Linked DNA regions of Anas platyrhynchos: region 1 is linked to region 2. A link is a contact called in public Hi-C data. All regions are on one chromosome and are shown on one strand. Each heading gives the region's core, a stretch centred on a gene start, on an enhancer-like site or on the middle of the called end of the contact. The rest is flanking DNA. Distances are from core to core; before and after follow the strand shown. Region 1 holds the start of C1H11orf97 (chromosome 1 C11orf97 homolog). Region 2 overlaps CWC15 (CWC15 spliceosome associated protein homolog).

The links. Hi-C and Micro-C count contacts between places; a contact is called where the count stands out from the background.
Region 1: a Hi-C map of subcutaneous adipose tissue shows a contact between it and region 2, with 4 times the contacts expected there. The contact joins the promoter of C1H11orf97 here to the enhancer-like site in region 2. A contact is called at or near these places in 4 of 8 Hi-C or Micro-C datasets (F1 follicle, liver, skeletal muscle and 1 more).

What each region holds. Positions count from the first base shown.
Region 1 is chr1:196,004,608-196,008,211 of IASCAAS_PekinDuck_T2T, forward strand. C1H11orf97 (chromosome 1 C11orf97 homolog) reads right to left here and starts at 1,928. Exons shown (of 4, transcript XM_072032776.1): 1 at 1,598-1,928; 2 at 871-975. The coding sequence starts at 1,778. ANKRD49 (ankyrin repeat domain 49) reads right to left here. Exons shown (of 3, transcript XM_072032775.1): 3 at 3,443-3,604.
Region 2 is chr1:195,860,559-195,864,319 of IASCAAS_PekinDuck_T2T, forward strand. All of the region lies in intron 6 of CWC15 (CWC15 spliceosome associated protein homolog), which reads left to right. Among named protein-coding and RNA genes, the nearest start is that of CWC15, 10 kb to the left of the region's middle. Within about 2 kb of position 2,248, at least 6 of the 8 cell types and tissues checked have an H3K27ac peak or open chromatin away from gene starts, as enhancers often do. A contact at or near this core is called in F1 follicle and subcutaneous adipose tissue, where this site is marked.

The sequences.
Region 1 (3,604 bases), core at 678-3,177, 140 kb after region 2:
CATTGCAAATGTCTGAAAAATAAATTTCTACAATTAGATGAATAGTTCTATGGCTGCAGGAGAAAACCACCACGATGTAAGTTATGTCCCACATGGGTCACATGGCTTTATACTCATTTCTGCATCACAACTAGCAAATGAGCTCGGACTAGGGTTGTTTACATGGAAAATATTTAAAATTTATATTAAAATGAAGAATCTAATTGATCTTTCTTAGATTGTTCCATCATTAGGCTCTTTTTGTTAAAAAATGCTAATTGTTTTTATTCTGATCTTCTAATTTTTACCTCCAATTCTCAGAATTAAGTTTCTTATCTAGACCAAACACCTTGTTCCCTCTTAGACTTTCATTTCTTCATTTGCCTACTATAGTCAAGTAGTTCCATAACCTTCAAACTGCCCGAACAGACTGATTTTCTACTTGCCTTCACTGTTTTCCTGTCCTTGATCTAACCTTATTCATTCTTACCTCAACTTCTTTTCAACACCAACTTCAGAACTGGATGAAGTATTCTAATAACTACAGCACCTCTTTCAAAGAAAGATGTAATAAACCTCTCTAGCACTTGGTATTTGCTTCTGTTTTATTAAACTGATAGATCATATGGAATTACATGTTCTCAACAATTATGTTCCCAATAATTTCAGGCTAAAAAATAGTAGAGACTATATGCAATTCTTCTGTTTCTGAATGTTCCCCAGATCATTCCATGAATGTTCTAGGCTGTTTTTGTTGTTGTTGCTCGGTTGGTTGGTTGTTTTTTTGGTGGTTTTTTTTGTTATAATCAGTAATTTTGCTGCAGTTCTCAAAACATCTTTTGTTCCATTTGCCCTGACAAACACTTTTCATTTGCTCGTAAGGAAGATGACCTGCAGCTGGATGTTTAATGCTGTATTCTTCTTTCTGAAAATAAAGCTCTTCTTGAAGGATTTCTTTAACTCTCCTAGATGGCTCAACATACACAAATTTCTTCCCTGTTAGCAAAACACATTACAAAAGAACCAGTTATTTAGTGTTAGGCCAGAGGTTGGACTCAATGATCTTGAGGTCTCTTCCAACCTAGAAATTCCGTGATTCTGTGATTTTACCCACGTCTCCCACCCCAATCTCAATATGCTTTGCTGAATGTAATTTTATCCTGTCCCGTTCTACTTTTATCTTTCACACACCTTACGACCAATTTACAGACGTGATAGGGTTCAGACATGCCCGGACCCACAAGGGATTCCTCACAGCAGTACCACAGCGGGTACCTAAAGGGGAGCACTGCAGGATTCAGAGGGAGCTGAAATCCATGGCAGCGAGCCAGGCACCTGGGAGAAGGGACAATGGGGTCCCTCCATGAGCAGCCCCAGCTGGAGCAGAGTGCTTCCAGGGGGACATGAAGGAAGCCCCCGAGATGTCCTTGCTGAAGGGGACGCCTCACAACATGTCACCCCTAAAAAAAGGCAGCGCACAGCAGTGCAGCCCTGCATGAGGCCACCACGGAGGCGGCCTGGGGAGGGATGCGACGCTTTCCTTCCCCATCTCCACCCTCCAAAGCTTTCTGGGGACCCATGACGGGGCAGGACCCCTGAGGAAGAAGCCGGAGCCCACCCCCGTGGTGCCCAGAGAGCCGGGGAGGGGACCCTGAGGCGGACAAGGGGCAGTGAGGCGAGCCGGGGGCCGCCGCGCTCACAGGGCTGCCCGCCTCTCGCCGCCTCGCCGCGGCTATCGCTGCCCGTCTCCTCGGCTTCCCCCGCCGGCTGCGGGCCGCTCGCCGCCGCGCCGCGGCCATCGCTGCCCGTCTCCTCGGCTTCCCCCGCCGGCTGCGGGCCGTTCGCCGCCCTCATGGCCACCGTGCCCGGCCAGCTGCGAGCCGCGCGGCTCCGTTGCCATAGGAGCGGGGATGGGCGGGGACGGGCGGGCCGCGCCCCGCCAGCGGCTGCCCGGCGCCATCTTGTGGCTGCCCTAGGGGCGATGTTCTGTAGCGGGCTGTGCCGCTTTTGCTTTCCGTCAGCGCTGAGGTGTTTTGCGCCTTCCACTTTGACCTAAAAAAAAAGGCCTTTGACCTTTTACCTCCCGTTCTTTTTAGTCAAAAAAATCATGGATGAGCCCCCGGTGCAAAGGCGTCCTGGGGTCGCTGTGTGGGGACCTAGGGTTGCCTCATGCCGCCATGGGGCACAGGGCAGGCTACAGTCCATGGTTTATCGTTAAACATCACTCATGTGGGGCAGGCAGCATTACACACACAGGTATGCACACACATCACTGCTGCTTTGTGTCCCTAGAAAGTGTTGCCACTACCCTAACTTTTAAAAGGATGTCACATTTTATGTCAATCTTCAGACTGAGACTGATAAAGACAGAAGGATCCAGCTTGACTGGATCGACTTACAGGAGCATTCGCTTGATTTTAATGGCACTTGTTGTAATATAAGGCACCTTGAAACTTTGATAGGACTGAGGTGGCATTTTGACTCCACTCATCTTGCTGCTGTGCATGCTATGAAGAAGAGCATCTTGCAGGTACCACAGCAAGCAGAGTGCTGCCAGATAGCAGCAGATGAGTACACCAGCAAGCTGTCCCACTCACCCAGCAGAGAGATTTGCCTTGTGACAGCTTCCTTGAAGCCAGAACTTGGCATACAGGAAGTGAGAATCTGTAAGATACAAGCCATGTCTAGTTAAACCAATGCACAATGTAATCTGTTCCTCATTAACGCATTTCAAAGCATATGTCGTTCACAAATATCCTGAAACCAAGCTTTCAAAATACCAAACATTAAAAATTACTTTGTACAATTCACATTTCAAAGGCAGTTCTCTATTTTTTTTTTTTTTTAACAGAATCGCAACACAGGGCTCCAGGAAAGACATGGTGATGAACATGCCCTCCAAAGATGCTTGATCAGAGGACCAAATAAATGCCTCAGAGGACAAAGGCCGACACATTCCAGCCTTGCTGCTGCTGCTACAAGTGTGCTTCAGACCTGTTAGTGGTGTCTGGAAGGAGCTTGGGATCACTCAGTAAGGTGTCTGCACAGGAGAAGATGTTTTCTTACAGTTGTCTTGCTGAGAGACCATATTCCAGGCCTTACATTCATTTTCTAGTTCAATTTGATTAACAAATAGAAGCAAGTTTCTCCACTCCTATACTATAAATGGGAAAGTTGGAGCTCTCACACCGCATGCCTTTAACATGGGAAATCCTGTAGTATGCTAATTCCTGCACAATACAATGCTTTACCAACCAACCTCCACCAATTTCAGTTTGGTTAAGCCACGGCAGTCAAATCTGAGTTTGAACTAGCAATACTAGCTTTAAATAATTTGGCACAATAACATGGTGTCTGTTCATCCTCACACAGTTGAGGTTCCTATGAATAATTCTTTTGATTTATGAACAGACAATCACATTGGTTATTGAGATTTCAATTAAAAATATGACAATAGAATACATAGGGTTGACTGTTTTATTTTATAATAGGCCTTACAACAGATCACAGCATTTTGTGTATCACCCAAATAAGTTACATTCATACTGAGCTTTCATGCAATTTCTTAAAAAATTAAATTTCTGAAAAAATATTTTTCTCTTGAGCTGTAATAAATTTTGTATAA
Region 2 (3,761 bases), core at 998-3,497:
TTGTTGATAATTTTTTGAGTGTATGGAACTACGAGTATGTTCATGGAAAAAAGTAAAAACCACGGCAGAGTGCAGTGTTGGAAAGAATTTCTGGTAGTAAGGGTTTATTTAGGAAAGGTTTCCTATGTTGTCTTCAGGGGTGCAATCTGTCTAGGTAATGCTGTTTCCTGTGTCCTTAAAATAAGGCGTTATTAACAAAGCATTTCATAATCATTTAATATAAATCCCCTTTCATAGGATATATGTGGATTTTGTATTATCACGTGTTGCAAACTGTAATTTAAACCTAATTTTGTAAGTAACTTTATATTAGTCGTGTAGCCGATTTCAGGATAACATCTCATATAAGCTGTTAGTTGTAGCTGCCGTTAACCCTAAGCCAGGTAAACAGTTGGTTTATCTGCTGGAGCAGCGTTGTCCCCAGTGGACGGGTTGGGTAAACTGGTGGCAAGGCAAAAGGGAAACAGCAGGGAATGCCTCTTCACTCTGCTGCACATTGTTCTCACATCTGTTCAGTGTTATAACAGGCAGATTAATGTGCCCGTGCATCTTCTTGGAAAAGATGACATAGCTAAAATGTAGCACTCGATCCCAAAATTGTGCTATATGTGGATCTTTTCCTTGTACTTCAGTTACACTATCCAGCAATGTTACTGCAGTTATTTCTGAGACTTTATTTAAAGTAAATGCTGTATTTCTGTTACCTGTTTCACTGGTCACTTTGGTGCTCAGTATTGAAGTTGCCATGGGAGGAGGACTGTTCCTTTTAAAGTGTGTTTCTGGTCAGGCAGTTAAAAAAATGGGAAATAGGAACGTGCTATTTTTCGGTTCATCATGTTCTGTGTTAACTTCCCTCATGTGGTAATGCCAATCTCCACAAAAAACCTCTGATTTTGGTAAATGTTAGTGTGAAGAGGTCCTAACTTCCTTAATGCTGGTATTTCCTTTAATCTGTGAAGGAAATAGTTTTTTAACAAAATAAAAGATTGCTGTCAAAGCCTATTAATAATCTCAAAATGCTTTCATTCCCTTTAACTTTTAGAAACAAAACAATTACTATAAACTTCTTAAAAAGCTGATTGGGGACAGAAGTTGTTCTGACTTTTCTCCTGCCCTCTGCAATATGAACCTCTTTAACCAATTTAAACCTAGCTCGTTTCTAGTAGAGACTGAACTGACCAGCAGATCTTAGTTTTGGGAGCCATTTCCATGGAATAATCCTGGATCTGTCTAAAACTGTACAAACACAGGAACTGCTGCCTGTGCTAACCATCCACAGATAGCTTTCGTGGGACCACGTTTCAGTATTCCAAATTCAGCGTTACAGCATTCCTAATTTCCAATTTTCAAAACTTCCTTAAAAGGTAAATTGCAATAATTAAAAGCAAACCTCAAACCAGCGAGCTGCTGAATGTACAAGCACAGTTCCAGCAAAGCTATTTTAGCATCCAGTCATTTTATGCTTATCTGAGCACAGACTTAAAGTTTCTGGCTGGCTCTATTACAGTTTCTTTTCACCCAGTGCTTCTCTGTAACTGGATGTATTTCTTTAATGGCTAAAGGAGATCTCAGCTCTGTCCTGTGTTGTAGCCTCAGCTTCTCTCAATTATTACATTAAATGAGTCTTGATTTTAACCCTTTCACTTAAATTTTAAGTATATAACTAAAACTGGAGCGCCAAATTGGTGATTAAGGAAGGATTTCAATGAAGAAGCAGATGTTGGAGTATATTTCTTCATTAAATGTTTGTGAGACATGCTGGCAGTGCTTACCCTTGTCAAAAACTAATGATAACATCTTATCACTTGTGGGGAGAATGACAACAAATCTGCATATAGGCACTGCAATTACTCTGTATGTTTATTTTTTGGAGTTTCAAACAATTATTTGAAACACTGTATTGCACAGAGTTAGTGATCTGGGTGGGATTATGTTACTGGGGTTGATCTCTGCACTGTTAAGTTTTGCTCTATGCTGCTAAAGGACCCTGCTGGCATAGTTTGTCATTCAAAAAATATCACTTAAATAAGGTTTTGTGATTTTTTTAACCTTCAGTGATACAGGAATATTTCAGATTTTCTGCAACAACTCCGTTTCTGCGAAAACTGAGCAGGGTAACTTATTTTAATACAATGGAGTCATTTCAGGAATTTCAGCACTTTTCTGCAAAAGTAATCTTGCTCTGTGCGAAGGGTAGCAGCTATACTAGAAGAAATATAACCATGGTAACAATACTGTTTTTCTTTCCTTTGCGGTCAGAAACAAGTATGCCAAGGGACAGTTATTCTTGCAGCAAGATAAGGAATGATTGTTCAGTCCAGGTTAATGCAGCTTTTTCTGGTTTCCCCCGCCCCCCCATGATGAGTTCAGGCGTGCAGTGGAGGCTTACTGTGACTCACACTTCACACAGCATCGGCTCTGTCTGCTTCCTTGGGGCACGGGGCTCCCTCTGCCAGTCCAGTTTTATTCCCCACACCACAATATTCCTCTTCTCTTACCTCTGCCACTACCACGGGGGCAGCAGAGGAAGGAGCTGCTTCCCACCAACGTGGCTGGTTTCTGAGTCATCCCTGCAAGCAGTTGGTAAAGCGCTGCTGCATGTAGTGATGGAATAACCTGCAGCGTGGTGTTTTTTTTTTCCTGTAAGAGTTTAGGAAAAGAATTGTATGCCTCATCTCGAAGAACGGAAAGGCAGACAAAGAAATGTTATTTTTAAAAGGGTGGAGTAAACAGAGAGAGGCTATTCTCCCCCTTAGGCTTTTCTCCCGTTGTAGGTTTGTTGTACCCAGAGTGTTTTAACCTAATCTGCCTTTGTTCCACCATGTAGGAGAACGGTGCAGGCTTTGGAGGAAGCCGAACCGTTTATTTTGCAAACAGCTGTGCTGTGTCGTGCCCCAGAGGTGTGAGGCTCAGACAGCTGGGAAGCTTGTGTCTGCTCTGTTGGGTTTGATACAAGCCATGCTCCGTTGCCTGGAGGAGTGGGCAGTGGAAGATTGATGTGGAAAATTCTGAAATGTAACGAAAACCTTTTTTTGGCTGGAGATGAGGGGTTTTACAGCTCTGGCCAGAGTGTATAAATTAGCCTGAGTGTAAATGTCAGCTTTACAGCCCCGTGAGTTACACCTCGGGTTTCCTCCGTGCCTGAGATACAGAATTGAATAACCAACCTATTTCGTACTTTCTGCATACCTTCCCGGGGAGGTTTTAGTAGAGCTAAATGATACAAAAGTCTTCAAGACTCATCTTCAGAATGAGCCTACTTCCTAAATCTGGAATGATGGAATTCCAGCAATAAGCCACCGCGTGCGCCACATCGTCTTTGTGAGGTGACTGATGTCTTACTCAACAGATCCGTTCCCCATTTGTTTTCAGCCTCTAATCCGTTGATCTTTAATGACAAAGATAACGCAGTTTGTTCCTACTTGTAGTTGTGCTGTCTCTGCAGGTCTAAAAGCAGGGTTCTGTTCGCCAGCAGAGCGGCGGAGCAACCAACAACGTGCCCAGGGGCTGTGCGGTGTCGCTTGCAGCAGAAAGGGAAAATGGATCTTTGAAATAAGATTCCTGGATGTTTTCTACAACTGCTGTCTCTCGGAAAGATCTGACAGCTTCTGTTGGCACTGTGTTCTTAGTAGTTTCTAATAATTTACTAGGTGCAAAAGTAAAATGTAATCATTTAAAAGTCCTATTATCATCCTTTCTGTTTCTTTTATTAATAGTGTGATTTCTGTTTTGCTGCCCTCCAGTCCTCTGGAATTGTAGGT